3 separate regions of the Gossypium hirsutum genome follow, and all the other regions are linked to region 3. Evidence: chromatin contacts called from public Hi-C data. All regions are on one chromosome and are shown on one strand. The core of a region is the stretch at or near the end of the contact, and the rest is flanking DNA. Distances in the headings are between cores, read along the strand shown. Region 1 holds the start of LOC107900871. Region 2 holds the start of LOC107900854. Region 3 holds the start of LOC121219829 (probable calcium-binding protein CML23).

Region 1 (3,802 bases), core at 1,277-3,776, 150 kb after region 3:
AGGATGGTACTGGATACGAATGTCATGACATTTGGGTAAAGAGATCCCATGTAAGACCATGTCTGGGACATGGCATTGGCATCCTTAAGATCATGAGAGGTCCCCTGTAAGACCATGTCTGGGACATGGCATGGGCACCGAGACGAGAGGTCCCATGTAAGACCATGTCTGGGACATGGCGTTGGCACCGAGATGAGAGGTCCCCTATAAGACCATGTCTGGGACATGGCATGGGAACCATCACGAGAACATCCCATGTAAGACCATGTCTGGGACATGGCTTTGGCATGTTATTATCAGAAGAGACCCGAGTATCCTTATTATTCCAATGTAGCTCAACGGGCTTGTAAACGAATCATGTTCATGAAAGTTCAGTTTAAAGCATAAATGGCAAGCTCAGGTAAGTTGTAAGACTTAAGAACTTATTATACTATCAATTGATGTTCAACGATGCAGCAAGGATTGAGTAAGTTATGCACACATGTATTCTAAGTAAACAAGTAAGAGAACTAGTATGAGATTAACTAAAGAGTAAACTAGAGATATAGACATTGAGTTTAATTATTTAAGTTAAATATTGTTATTTATTTGCTAGTAAACTTACTAAGCTTTATGCTTACTTCTTTTATTTCTCTTTCTCTTATAGTATTGCAAAGCTACTTCAAGGATCCTAAAGAAGTCGGAGATCGTCCACACTATCAACTACAACTGCTCGGTATTTTATATCGAAACACGTTTGAGTTATGGCATGTATAGGGATTTAGTTATTTTGTATGTTTGTAATGATGATTTTGCTAATGAGTGATGTGTAAGTATTTGATGATGTATGGTTATTAAAATGATTAAGGATGAAGGTGTTTGTTGTTATGAAAGATTAGGTGATAAATTATGCATGGAAATCATGAAAGGATAAAATTTTGCAAAGAAACAGAATTCAGGCAGCACAGTGACGTGAATTTGAAAAATCATCCAAGATAGTATAAAATGAATTAGAGGGTGAATGATATATGGAATTAAAGCTTGTTTAGTCTATTTTCATGGAAAAATAACGGTGTAGAAAAAGGAAATTTATATTTTAAGATATGTGAATTTTAGTAAGATAGGGTCAGAACTGTTTTTGGAGTCCCCTGTTCTGAGTTTAGAAAATAATTAAAAATTGTACAAAAATGGTTATGAGTTGAAATTTGCATGCTTAGATTTATTAATGAGTCTATTTTCTGTAGAAACAAGTAAGAACTTCATATGAAAATCCTAAAGTGAGAAAACTTATTTTTAGTGACTAGAGGTCAGGGCAGTCAGGTGGTGAAACAGGGGAGACTTTAACTAATAAACTGTACTAATTTGCTGAACCAAAAATTCTAAAAATTTTATGGTGAGTAGATATATGAGTCTAGATTCAGGGAAAATTTACGGAATTAAATTTCGAGTTCTGTAGCTCAAGTTATAATTAATTTAGTAACTGCTGCGCGATTGGACAGATTTGCTGCGAATAATGAAATAAATTTTCAAACCTAGTTTTTATGCTCCGAATTGGTAAGATAAGCTAAGTAATGCCTCGTGCTCGACTCCGGAAACGGTCTCGGGTAAGGGGTGTTACATTTACCCATTATGAAAGGAAACTTTGCACATACTTCACAACATCCTCCTTCATCAGACCAAAATTTTTCATAAAAAAAAACCCCACAATATCCATCCGACCATGGGGCTTTCAACCCTCCCAACTAAAACACAACATTTTTAATCTCATCAATAGTCACCATTTTGACAAGATCCTCATTTTGTTCAACAGTTATAGACTTCTTCCTCATTATCAATCCACTTCCCACACCCGTTTTTCAAATGAATCACCTTATTCCCCTGTCTCCTTCTAATAGTTTGCTGGTGGAAATATTTATATATATGTACATCACACATTTTGATCTAATATTTCCATTCGAGTTAATATATTATTTGGTATTTGAGTTTGTCTCTAATATTCAATTTAAGACATGAAATTTTTTTGTCTCAATTTGATACATGATTTTGATTTCAATATTCAATTTGGTAGCTAATTTTTTTCCATTTGATGCTTGAGTATTTTTTTCCTAGTTAAGTACTTAAATTTGGCTTTAATGTTCAATTTTGATACTTGAGTTTCTTTTTTATCCAAAATTAAGTACATATTTTTTTTACTAAAGCACAAATGTCAAATATTCATTGGGTCACGTGATGTCGCTAAGTCTAGATACCAAATTAAATATTAAAATCAAACCTTGGGACAAAATTAAACATTAAAATCAAATTTGAGTACCATATGTTATATTCACCTTTATATTCGGTTCCCTCAACATTGAATCTTGCCATTCATCCCAACGAGGCCTTAATAAATTTATGTTGAGGGCTTGATTCCATAAAAGCAAAAGCCCAACAAATTCATGGCTGGAAGGAGCCACTAATCACCGACTTCGAGGGCTTAAGAAATCAATGATTGGGCCATGGCGTTGATTATGCTCTTTTCTAGTTTATTTATTAGGTTTTAACGATCGCCCATTTCCATCTTCTTCCAGTTTGAGGTGGGGGTTTCGCTTTGACACGGTCTATCTGTTGTTTTACCCATTGGCCAATTGCCATCACCTAAAAATTTACTAAAATTTACAACCAATCTCTCCTTTTTTTTGAAAAGAACCATGGAATCGCTTTTCATCATGATTGTTTATTTATGCCCATCATTCCTAATCTTCCAGAAACCCTAATTTTATTGTTTTCTCTTACGATACCTCGTTTCGTTGTTGACCCTGCAGTTTTCTTAACCCATGGACCTTCAACAGCTTGATCCCTTGCAAATTTCAATTCCGAAAGCCTCGGATCCCTACAGTATCATGAACAATTCCTCCGTATGGCTTGAAATCCGTCTCTTTTACGTTCGGATAGCGCCCTGCGTAATCGATAGCGCGCCGGACCACCTCACCCTCTGCTACCTCCGCCGCGAAATCGGTTTCTCCCTCGAAGTCAACGGCTCTCGTGTCCCGGCTTCCGATTCCGCTTCGTTCACGCTCCGCCGCGACCGTCTCGACCGGGAGTCGTCGGAGGTCACTTATTTGAGCACCGATAGCGTTCGCGTCACCGGAGGGTTTGAATTCGAGGTGTACGAGAATGAAAAGATGATGTTGTGTGGCTCTTTGGAAAGGATGGAAGGGGAATGGAGCATGGATTGTTATATGGCGGCAGCGGTTAAGGAGCCTGGGAATTCTGCGTTTTTCCAATGGAAAAAGGGGGTTTCAGCGCCGAGCATTGAAGTTTACATTGCGGGGTGTTCCGCGGGTGTGCCTGTGATATTGACGAAGACGATAACAGTGAGTCCTTGGAGGAAAAATGGGTCGAGGCTTAGTTCGACATTGGATGCGATTCCTGAGGATGAAGAGATTGGCAAAGGGAATAACAAGGGTAGTAATGGATTGGTTAGACACCGGAATTTGCAGGTAAAATTGGCATTGTAACTGATCATAAATCAATAATGTGGATTTAGATTCCATCATGTTAAGGGAATTGGCGTTATTGCGTGAGAACCCTTGATTGTTTTTAGAATCTTATAACAGAGTTTAAGATGTTACTTTATGGCATTAGCATATGAATACTGTTATTGCTTTTATAAGTATGCTGAGTTGAAATTGAAATGTTGCTGCCTTTTTTTTGTCTATACATGATGGGAGGTTTATTCTGGTCTTAGAGAGTAGGCATATACAATGTTGTTGCTTTGCCTGTTTCGTTATAAAGCATTCTGTTGTCTGCTTCGGTCGGTATAATGATATTGGATTCTTCATTT
Region 2 (4,086 bases), core at 362-2,861, 160 kb before region 3:
TTCAGAGTGCAGTAACTTGGTTATGCTTTTCTCCAAACTCAGAGCAAATTATTACGGCATCCAAGGACGGTTCAATAAGAATTTGGAACATCAATGGTCTGTCTGAACTCCTTTTTCTTTCTCCCTCTTTTATGTACATATCCAAAATACTCAATGAAAAAAATCAACTGTATGAAGGTCAGTTTCTTTTCCACCTTCAACCCCTTTCAAGTCTGATCCTACAAAAGGAAAAGAGGCAGGGGTGGGAGGTGGAAGAAATATTCTCCATAAATTTGAAGACATGACATATAAAAAATCTAAACAATGAGCTAATTTGCAATTGTTTATGCCTAAACTTAGCATTTCTGTTTCTCGTAGTAATAGTTACAAATTTGTGTCTGCTGACTATTCTAAATGATTTGTGAAGTTCGATACCATCTTGATGAGGATCCAAAAACTCTGAAGGTGTTCCCAATACCCCTTCAGGATTCAAGTGGCTCTACTTTGCACTATGATCGTCTCAGTTTATCACCTGATGGAAAGATACTGGCAACAACTCATGGTTCAACATTACAGTGGCTATGCATGGAAACAGGAAAGGTCTTGGATACCGCTGAAAAGGCACATGATGGTACATCCCAAGCAGCAAACTTTTATTTTCTTTTATTGTTTTCCCCCCTTATCCTTACCATGTTCTCACATAAGAATCTATAGAAACCATGTCATGTCTAACTACATATTGCTAACAATTTTCTTAGTCCCGATGCTCTATGATGACTGTCACCTGGCATGGAATGATATTTAGGATTCTGGTATTAACCCTAGTTTTATGCTGCAGGAGATATTACATGGATTTCGTGGTCACCTAAGACTATACCTCTAGGTAAAATTTATTTTCTGCTTGTATGAGTTATATCTGATATCTCAAGTTACGTGCATTTCTTACAATTTTCCACGTTGTTTTTAAATAGGAAATGAACAAGTGGTGGTTCTAGCTACAGCAAGTGTTGACAAGAAAGTGAAATTGTGGGCAGCACCATCAGTAATTTCTTCGTGAGCCAATGCTTTTTACGTTCATTTTCAAGAATTTCATGGAGAAGACCAGGGATACCTGTGGATGCACTTTAGATCAGATCTGCTCAGCAATCTTTTAACATCAATAGAGAATACATACGTAGCACTTCCGGAATGGTAGAATAGCTGTATGGTAGGCATATCTGACTGGAGCCGATACGGAAGAATGTTCCATATAGTTGCTTGGATGGACTTTTATGTTACTGAACTTTTTTGCTTACTTGAAGGATTTAAAAAAAGATGTAGTGGGCTGTTTGCGATAACTCACACGAATAGTATGAAGGGAATTGGCCCATGTTTATGGATTATAATCATTTGAGCAATGAAATGTTTTGCGATTCATGTCACGGCAACAGTATTAAAAAACGTAAGGTAAGTCAGGCGCCCACCGTGGGGCTCGAACCCACGACCACAAGGTTAAGAGCCTTGCGCTCTACCGACTGAGCTAGACGGGCTTGTTGTATCTTTCTTCAAGAAATATTTTAATAAACTTTTATTATGGTGTTTGTAAATGTATTTTATTTCTGGCTTCTCTTCTGATCTTTTCTTCCCGCACGGCACGGAGCAGCAAGTTTGGCCAAATTACGTACCCAGCTGCGGTTTATATATATATGGTACATAAAAAAAGGTTGTTTATTTTAGTATTTTATTTATACAAAGCAAAACGGAATGGGTATAAAAGATAATAATAAAATATACGAAAATCGAAGTACAGTAAAAATTATTAAGAAAACGGTGTCGTTGGAACAACATGGCCGGTGGAGCTCATACTTTAGGTGCTCTATTAAAAGGCTGGAATAGGCTAGCAACGAGGGGGAGGAAGATAGCGAGCGACAAAGTAAGAGAATGGCATCAATGGCATCATCACCAAGCTTTCTCTACTACAACAAATACATAAGCAAAAGCAAAGCCCGAATACTTCCACGCATCGTCCTTTCTCAGTCCTCCCAGCTGCCCGACGATAAACCCCACCACCAACTTCCTCGAAGGTTAACTTATCTCCCTCCCGTTATTCATCATAATACATACGTGTCTAGTTTTTAAGCTTAAGAATCGGAGCTGAAAACATTGCTTGTAATTTTGAAGGGAAATCATATTGAGGAGCAGCGAATTAGCTGTTATAGGAGCCATCTTCAGTTTCAGGTTTTTGTGTCCACACCATCGCCCTTCTAAAATCTTTGATTTCTGGGTTCTTGACCAAAACAGTGAATGAATGGTTTGATGATGCAGTGGGAAGAAACCAGAATATCTAGGAGTGCAGAAAAATCCCCCATCTCTTGCTCTTTGTCCTGCTACTAACAACTGTATTTCAACCTCTGAGAATGTCACTGATCTCACCCACTACGCCCCTCCATGGTAAACCTCTCCCCCTTTGCCTTTTGCTTTTTTCTTTTTTCTTTGGTCGAAAATCGAAACTGGAAGCGTTTTTTTTTTGGTCGGTAAACGCATGAAAAATGTGCGCCGCCCCGACAAAATGTGATGCACATTGTGTTAACTATATATATATTAAATATGAAAGGAATTACAATGGTGGGCGTAATAGGAAAAAGCCAGTGAATCGTGAAGTGGCAATGGAAGAGCTTCTTCAAGTGGTAATTTTTTCCTTTTTTTTTCACAGTTAAATGGCTTTTCAAGTATTAAAAAGAATCAATCTAATTATACGGCATAATGCCAGATAAAATCAACGAAATCAGACAAGTATACCCCCAAAATCGTGGAGAAGAAAGACGATTACGTGCGTGTTGAATATCAAAGTCCCATACTAGGGGTAAAAGTTTAAGCTCTGTTTCTTTTTCATTACCAAACATATCAAAAACAGACCTGCAGATTGGCTTAACTGATTATTTATGTTATGTTGTTCAACAGTTTGTGGATGATGTGGAGTTCTGGTTTCCACCCGGTAAGGATTCAATCGTGGAGTACCGATCCGCATCAAGGATCGGGAACTTTGATTTTGATATCAATAGAAAAAGAATTAAGGTAAACATGATACAAATATACACACGAATATATAAAACTTAAACCCTGATATTAACTTTCTTTTGCTTACAGGCATTGCGAGTGGAGTTGGAAAAGAAAGGATGGGCTTCCGTAGAAACGTTTTAAAAGGACAAAAACATCATTTTGTACTGTACTCCTTGATTGTTGTTTCACACCACTGTTCACAGATTTTGTTATAAATCATCAATGCAAGATTTGTGTCACTTGCGTTTCCATAATTGAAAAAGATTATTATCACACACTGAACCATCATTGTACCAAATGCACTTCAACCCCAAATTTATCTTAAAAGATGACAGCTAAATTTATAGTATTCCAATCCTCGCATTTACAATTTAATATCTAATCTAACAAAAATAGTCAAAAGAGAGTAATCATGAGTTAATGCCATTTCCATCCATGAAAGATTATTCCAGTCTATTTTAGCCTAATGTCGAAGGTAAATCAACTAAGATTTAAGTATCACTACTGTCAGAATGCAAAAAAAACAGTTCAATACAACCAGCAGATGTCATGAGCTTGGACTTCAACTGAGCAAATCATGCGGCCATAGGCACGAATGGAGAGCATTTACTCTTTAAGGCTTTCTTGAGTTTTTTTACTTTCTGTTGTTTCAACTTTGAGGATTTAGGCTGAGTTAGGCAATTTAAAGTGAATTCTCCACTTAAGGCTGCACGGTTTGATTGGTCAAAGTCTAGGCCAGTGACACATTAACACAAGAACCATGATCATTCCCTAAATTTCAAGTATTCCACTTCTGTAAGAGCTCTTACCCGATTCAGAGTGGAAAGCCACCATCAATCCTTCCTCAGATCCTTAGATTTAAGACAACAATTTCGAGTTTATTCCCCTGAATTAGGAAAGGAGAGTCAGACATGGAATTAGACATTCTTAGCAAAAGGTAAACTAGATCGAAGCTCCAACAGCAAGTTCGATATTCATGTTACCTATCCATCTGTATGGAAAAAAACCAACAAGGGAGCTCATCTATTGTTCGAGGTGTTTAGACTTTCAAATTCTCTATAAATTGAG
Region 3 (4,035 bases), core at 925-3,424:
AGCAATGCTGGAGATCTTTTTTCTGAGGAGAAGTGGCTGGAAGTAGGTTATTCATTAAAAGAAGCAGCTAATGCAACACTTCCTGATTTTTCTTGCGTTGTTAGTGGGGATAATATGGCTGGAACCAATGAGCATGCTTTGAATAGCCAAGGTAATGAGGCTTCTGCTGGTTCTGACACATCTCAGGGCGGTTCAGAGAGCCTGAGAACACAGCATATTTATGCTTCTTTATCAGAAGCAAAATGCCGAGCTGCTGTTCAGCTATTATTGATTCAGGTAGACTTCTCGTCTTAATATTGAAAAATCAATAGAAACCTTTCCTTGTATCATAGAACATGTAAAGGAATTTGAAATTTTATACAGGTTGAGAACTATACTTTTTAATCTAATCACGTTGTCAGAATTATGGAACACAGACTTGATTATTAAGACCATTTTTTAAATTGCAAATTTCTAAAAAGAACTAGTGCTAACTGTTCATTTTTTTTCATTTATTTCCTTTTCATTTATATTTATATTTGCACAAATATCTAACTAGATAATTGGTTTTAAATTTTTTTTAAAGTTTTAAGTGTGCTAACTTTTACTTTTGGTCTGATTTTGCTGTTCTTATTCTACTGACAGGCGATGATGGAAATCTACAACATGTATCGAACTCATCTTTCAGCTAAGAACACCTTAGTCCTCTATGAAGCAATACATGATGTGGCTTCCCATGCTCACAGGATCAACATCGATTCTCCGTTACAATCCAAGCTTCAAGAGTTTAGCCCCATGATCCAAATGCAAGATCCTCCCCTATTGCGTCTTGAGAATGAGGCGTATCAGTCTTGCCTTACAATCTTGCAGAATCTGATACTAGATAGGCCTCCAAGGTACGAGGAGGTTAAAGTAGAGTCCCATCTTGTTGATCTTTGCCAGGAGGTATTACTGTTTTATATAGAAACTGCACGGTCTGGGCAGACTTCTGAAACATCTCCCGAGGAGCAAAGCCAGTGGTTGATTCCTTCAGTTTCTGGGAAACGGAGAGAATTGGCTTCCCGTGCACCACTGATTGTGGCGACTCTCCAGGCCATTTGTAGTTTGGGAGACACCTTGTTCGAGAAGAACTTGGTTCAATTCTTCCCACTTCTTTCGAGCTTGATAAGTTGTGAGCATGGTTCAAATGAGGTCCAGGTAGCTCTTAGCGATATGCTTAGCTCCTCTGTGGGCCCTGTTTTACTGCGATCCTGTTGACCTTGGTAAAATTGGACCGTCGTTTGGATGTGTGATATATTTGCTTTCGTTTACCTCTCATCTTACTCTAATAGTTTTCACCCTCTCTTTTAGTTTTATAATAATTGTTACCGTAAATATAGTTTCAGTGTATGAAGAGCTCTATTCATAGATATCATTTGGGGAATTTTCTGTTGTATGATAGTTAATTCTTATTTTCCCTTGAAATGATTTTCAGAACATTACTTTTTTTTTCTCTGTAAGAAATTTTCTTATTAAATACGTGAGTTTGAAACTTCTCAATTTCTTGATAGACAAGTGATTGAAATTCCGGTTTAGTCCATTACTTGGGAACTTAAAATTTGTAGACTATGTTGAGAGCTTGAGATTGGTAAAAGAAAGGCAAGCTTGAGCTTGAGGGGTTAAGTAATGGAGGAAAGCATCAACTACCATGATTTGTCGTTGTATAAAGTGTAAAGAGTTTGGGATAAGAACTCGAAAATGTTGAAACTAGTTGCTTGACTTCCTTCCAAAGAGCTGAAGGCAAAGCTGCGGCGGATCTAAAAGCCAAAGACGAGCATAGTTATGCCGGCCCCCATTCGGTAGCTGCTTGTTTTTTATCAATTCAGCTGGCATCCACCAGACAAAAGAGACTCAATCAACAATACCACTACGTTAAAAAGACTTCGTCAAAAATTTGATTCTCCATTACTACCCTTCTCCCTATCCGTTTCACAAGGTTGAAAATGCGGGGAATATCCCTTCTCAATAGGGGTTATTTGGTCTTTTCCAAAGGTATTGTCCCCATAAAAATTATTGCTAGTTGACAAATTACTAAGTTTCTTGAAAAGAGCCATAACTTTCCGTTTTCAGCTTTCTACCATCGAAGATTGCAAACAGCCACCATTCCTAGCAAGACAAGTACCATTCTTTTTACGAGCTTTCCTTTCATTGGATTATGCTAAGTTCTTGCAAAACCTGTTGGATCTCTCTGTTTAAGAGAGTTCAACTGTTCCTTCACGTCGACCGGTGCAAGAGAAGATCAAAGCATCGCCGGTTACCATCGAGTTGCGATGTGATAACATCGTCCTTTGCTACCATGGAACTGTCAAATCAGTTTAAACAAGTCTTCAAAGTGATGGACGCAAATGGCGATGGGAAGATATCTTCATTGGAGCTTAGACAAGTGCTTTTATGCCTCGGACATGAAAAATCCACGGCCTCCAAAGTAGCGGAAGGTATGATCAGAGAAATGGATTTCAACGGCGACGGTTTCATCGATTTGGATGAGTTCATGCACGCGGTTGTCAACACCACCAGCGACGGAGCAATTTCTAGCTGCAGCAGCGGCGACGACGATCATTTAATGGACGCTTTTCTCATCTTCGATAAAGATAAAAACGGATTCATCTCGGCCAAAGAATTGCGCAATGTTTTGATTAGCCTAGGGTTCAACAAGTGCAGTCTTAAACAGTGTAAGCGCATGATTAGAGGCGTCGATAAGGATGGAGATGGATTTGTGGACTTCAAAGAATTTCGATTAATGATGAGCGCCGCAGAACGCAGCAGCTGAAACATGTTGCAGAAAAAGTCAAATAAAACGCGTAATCGTTGAATATTCTCGTTTCTCAGGTACTCATAATAATTCTTTTTTATTTTTCCCATATTCTGTCTGTCTAGAACCTTTTATCATTTGAAACTCAGTCTAAATCTCTAATTTAATCATATCCCTTTGACCTAATCCAATTGTTTCCTCGTAAACTTAATATTATTTTCTATCAAATATTCTAAACCTCATATTCTTTCATACCATGCCTAAATTCGTAATCATATCACTCCAATTTTTAAGTTACACTTGTTTCCCACCAAGTTTTCTATTTTAGATTATAGGAAAGGTGATGGTCAGATATTTCTCACAAATGCCCCAAATTTTACTGAAATAGAGGCCCATAACTCAATAAGTTGAAAGCTTAATCAAGACAAGTATTTGCGGCAATGGGTCCTACTATCATTTGTCGTGATCTAATTTCCTCCTCCACTTTTCCAATTTTAAAATTTTACTCTTCATCCAATGATAATTGTTCCATTTATGAAGTTAAAATTTAATGCTGCAAATATCTTATTATATGTGTATCAGTTCGTTATTTTCACATATTACTTAGTAAAAATACAGTTAATGGATTAACGACTATAATTTGTGTCAACATTGAAATTTTAAAATTTGAAGAGTATAGGGACTTAAAATGAGAAAATTGAACATATGAACTAAATCTACAACTGTATGCTTACTATAGGACTAGTAATTGAATTTAATCAAACGAATTTAGCTTTTGGGTCAAGAGTAAAATTTCAAAGTTCAAAAAGTACAAGGACTGAAATTTACCAAGTCAAAAAGTAATGGAACTAAATCAAATTAAAGTATAGAGCCTAAATTTACATCTTTCGTAAAGTACAGGGACTAATAGCAAAATTTAACCTATTAGTTAACACCCTAAACTTTCTCTAGGATTTAAGTGTACAAGTTTGAGCCTTACCGTGTATAATTTATGCGCGAGTTTTCCTTTAAATTTATTCCAATTGATTATTAATTACGTGCTTATATTGAAATTGTTGATATATAGTCAAATTGTTTGTATAATAACATTTTATTGTAAAAGCGATTTTTTATGTTTTATATTTACTTTCTGTAGCAACAATAATAAAGTATGTATAAATCTTCTTGTATCAAACGTTTAGTAAAATTAATTTTATTCACGAGTGAAATAAAAATAATAAATTTTAATTAAAATATTATTTCAATAAAATATTTAAATTTTATAT

The links. Hi-C and Micro-C count contacts between places; a contact is called where the count stands out from the background.
Region 1: a Hi-C map of leaf shows a contact between it and region 3, with 1.9 times the contacts expected there. The contact joins the promoter of LOC107900871 here to the promoter of LOC121219829 in region 3. A contact is called at or near these places in 3 of 34 Hi-C or Micro-C datasets (all in leaf).
Region 2: a contact with region 3 is called in a Hi-C map of leaf, with 2.2 times the contacts expected there. The contact joins the promoter of LOC107900854 here to the promoter of LOC121219829 in region 3. A contact is called at or near these places in 4 of 34 Hi-C or Micro-C datasets (hypocotyl and leaf).

What each region holds. Positions count from the first base shown.
Region 1 is chrD08:51,191,839-51,195,640 of Gossypium_hirsutum_v2.1, reverse strand. It overlaps LOC107900871, which reads left to right and starts at 2,526. Exons shown (of 2, transcript XM_016826616.2): 1 at 2,526-3,458. The coding sequence starts at 2,793.
Region 2 is chrD08:51,500,488-51,504,573 of Gossypium_hirsutum_v2.1, reverse strand. It overlaps LOC107900854, which reads left to right and starts at 1,611. Exons shown (of 7, transcript XM_016826599.2): 1 at 1,611-2,042; 2 at 2,140-2,196; 3 at 2,284-2,409; 4 at 2,573-2,645; 5 at 2,729-2,821; 6 at 2,920-3,033; 7 at 3,106-3,257. The coding sequence starts at 1,900. The coding sequence ends at 3,159. It overlaps LOC121219832 (transducin beta-like protein 2), which reads left to right. Exons shown (of 10, transcript XM_041098315.1): 7 at 6-96; 8 at 407-610; 9 at 818-862; 10 at 951-1,400. The coding sequence ends at 1,036. It overlaps TRNAK-CUU (transfer RNA lysine (anticodon CUU)), which reads right to left and starts at 1,508; the gene lies at 1,436-1,508. It overlaps LOC107900855 (a long non-coding RNA gene), which reads right to left. Exons shown (of 2, transcript XR_001685062.2): 2 at 3,451-3,904.
Region 3 is chrD08:51,342,883-51,346,917 of Gossypium_hirsutum_v2.1, reverse strand. LOC121219829 (probable calcium-binding protein CML23) reads left to right here and starts at 2,174. Exons shown (of 1, transcript XM_041098312.1): 1 at 2,174-3,020. The coding sequence starts at 2,174. The coding sequence ends at 2,788. LOC107900862 (brefeldin A-inhibited guanine nucleotide-exchange protein 2) reads left to right here. Exons shown (of 11, transcript XM_016826607.2): 10 at 1-276; 11 at 625-1,514. The coding sequence ends at 1,236.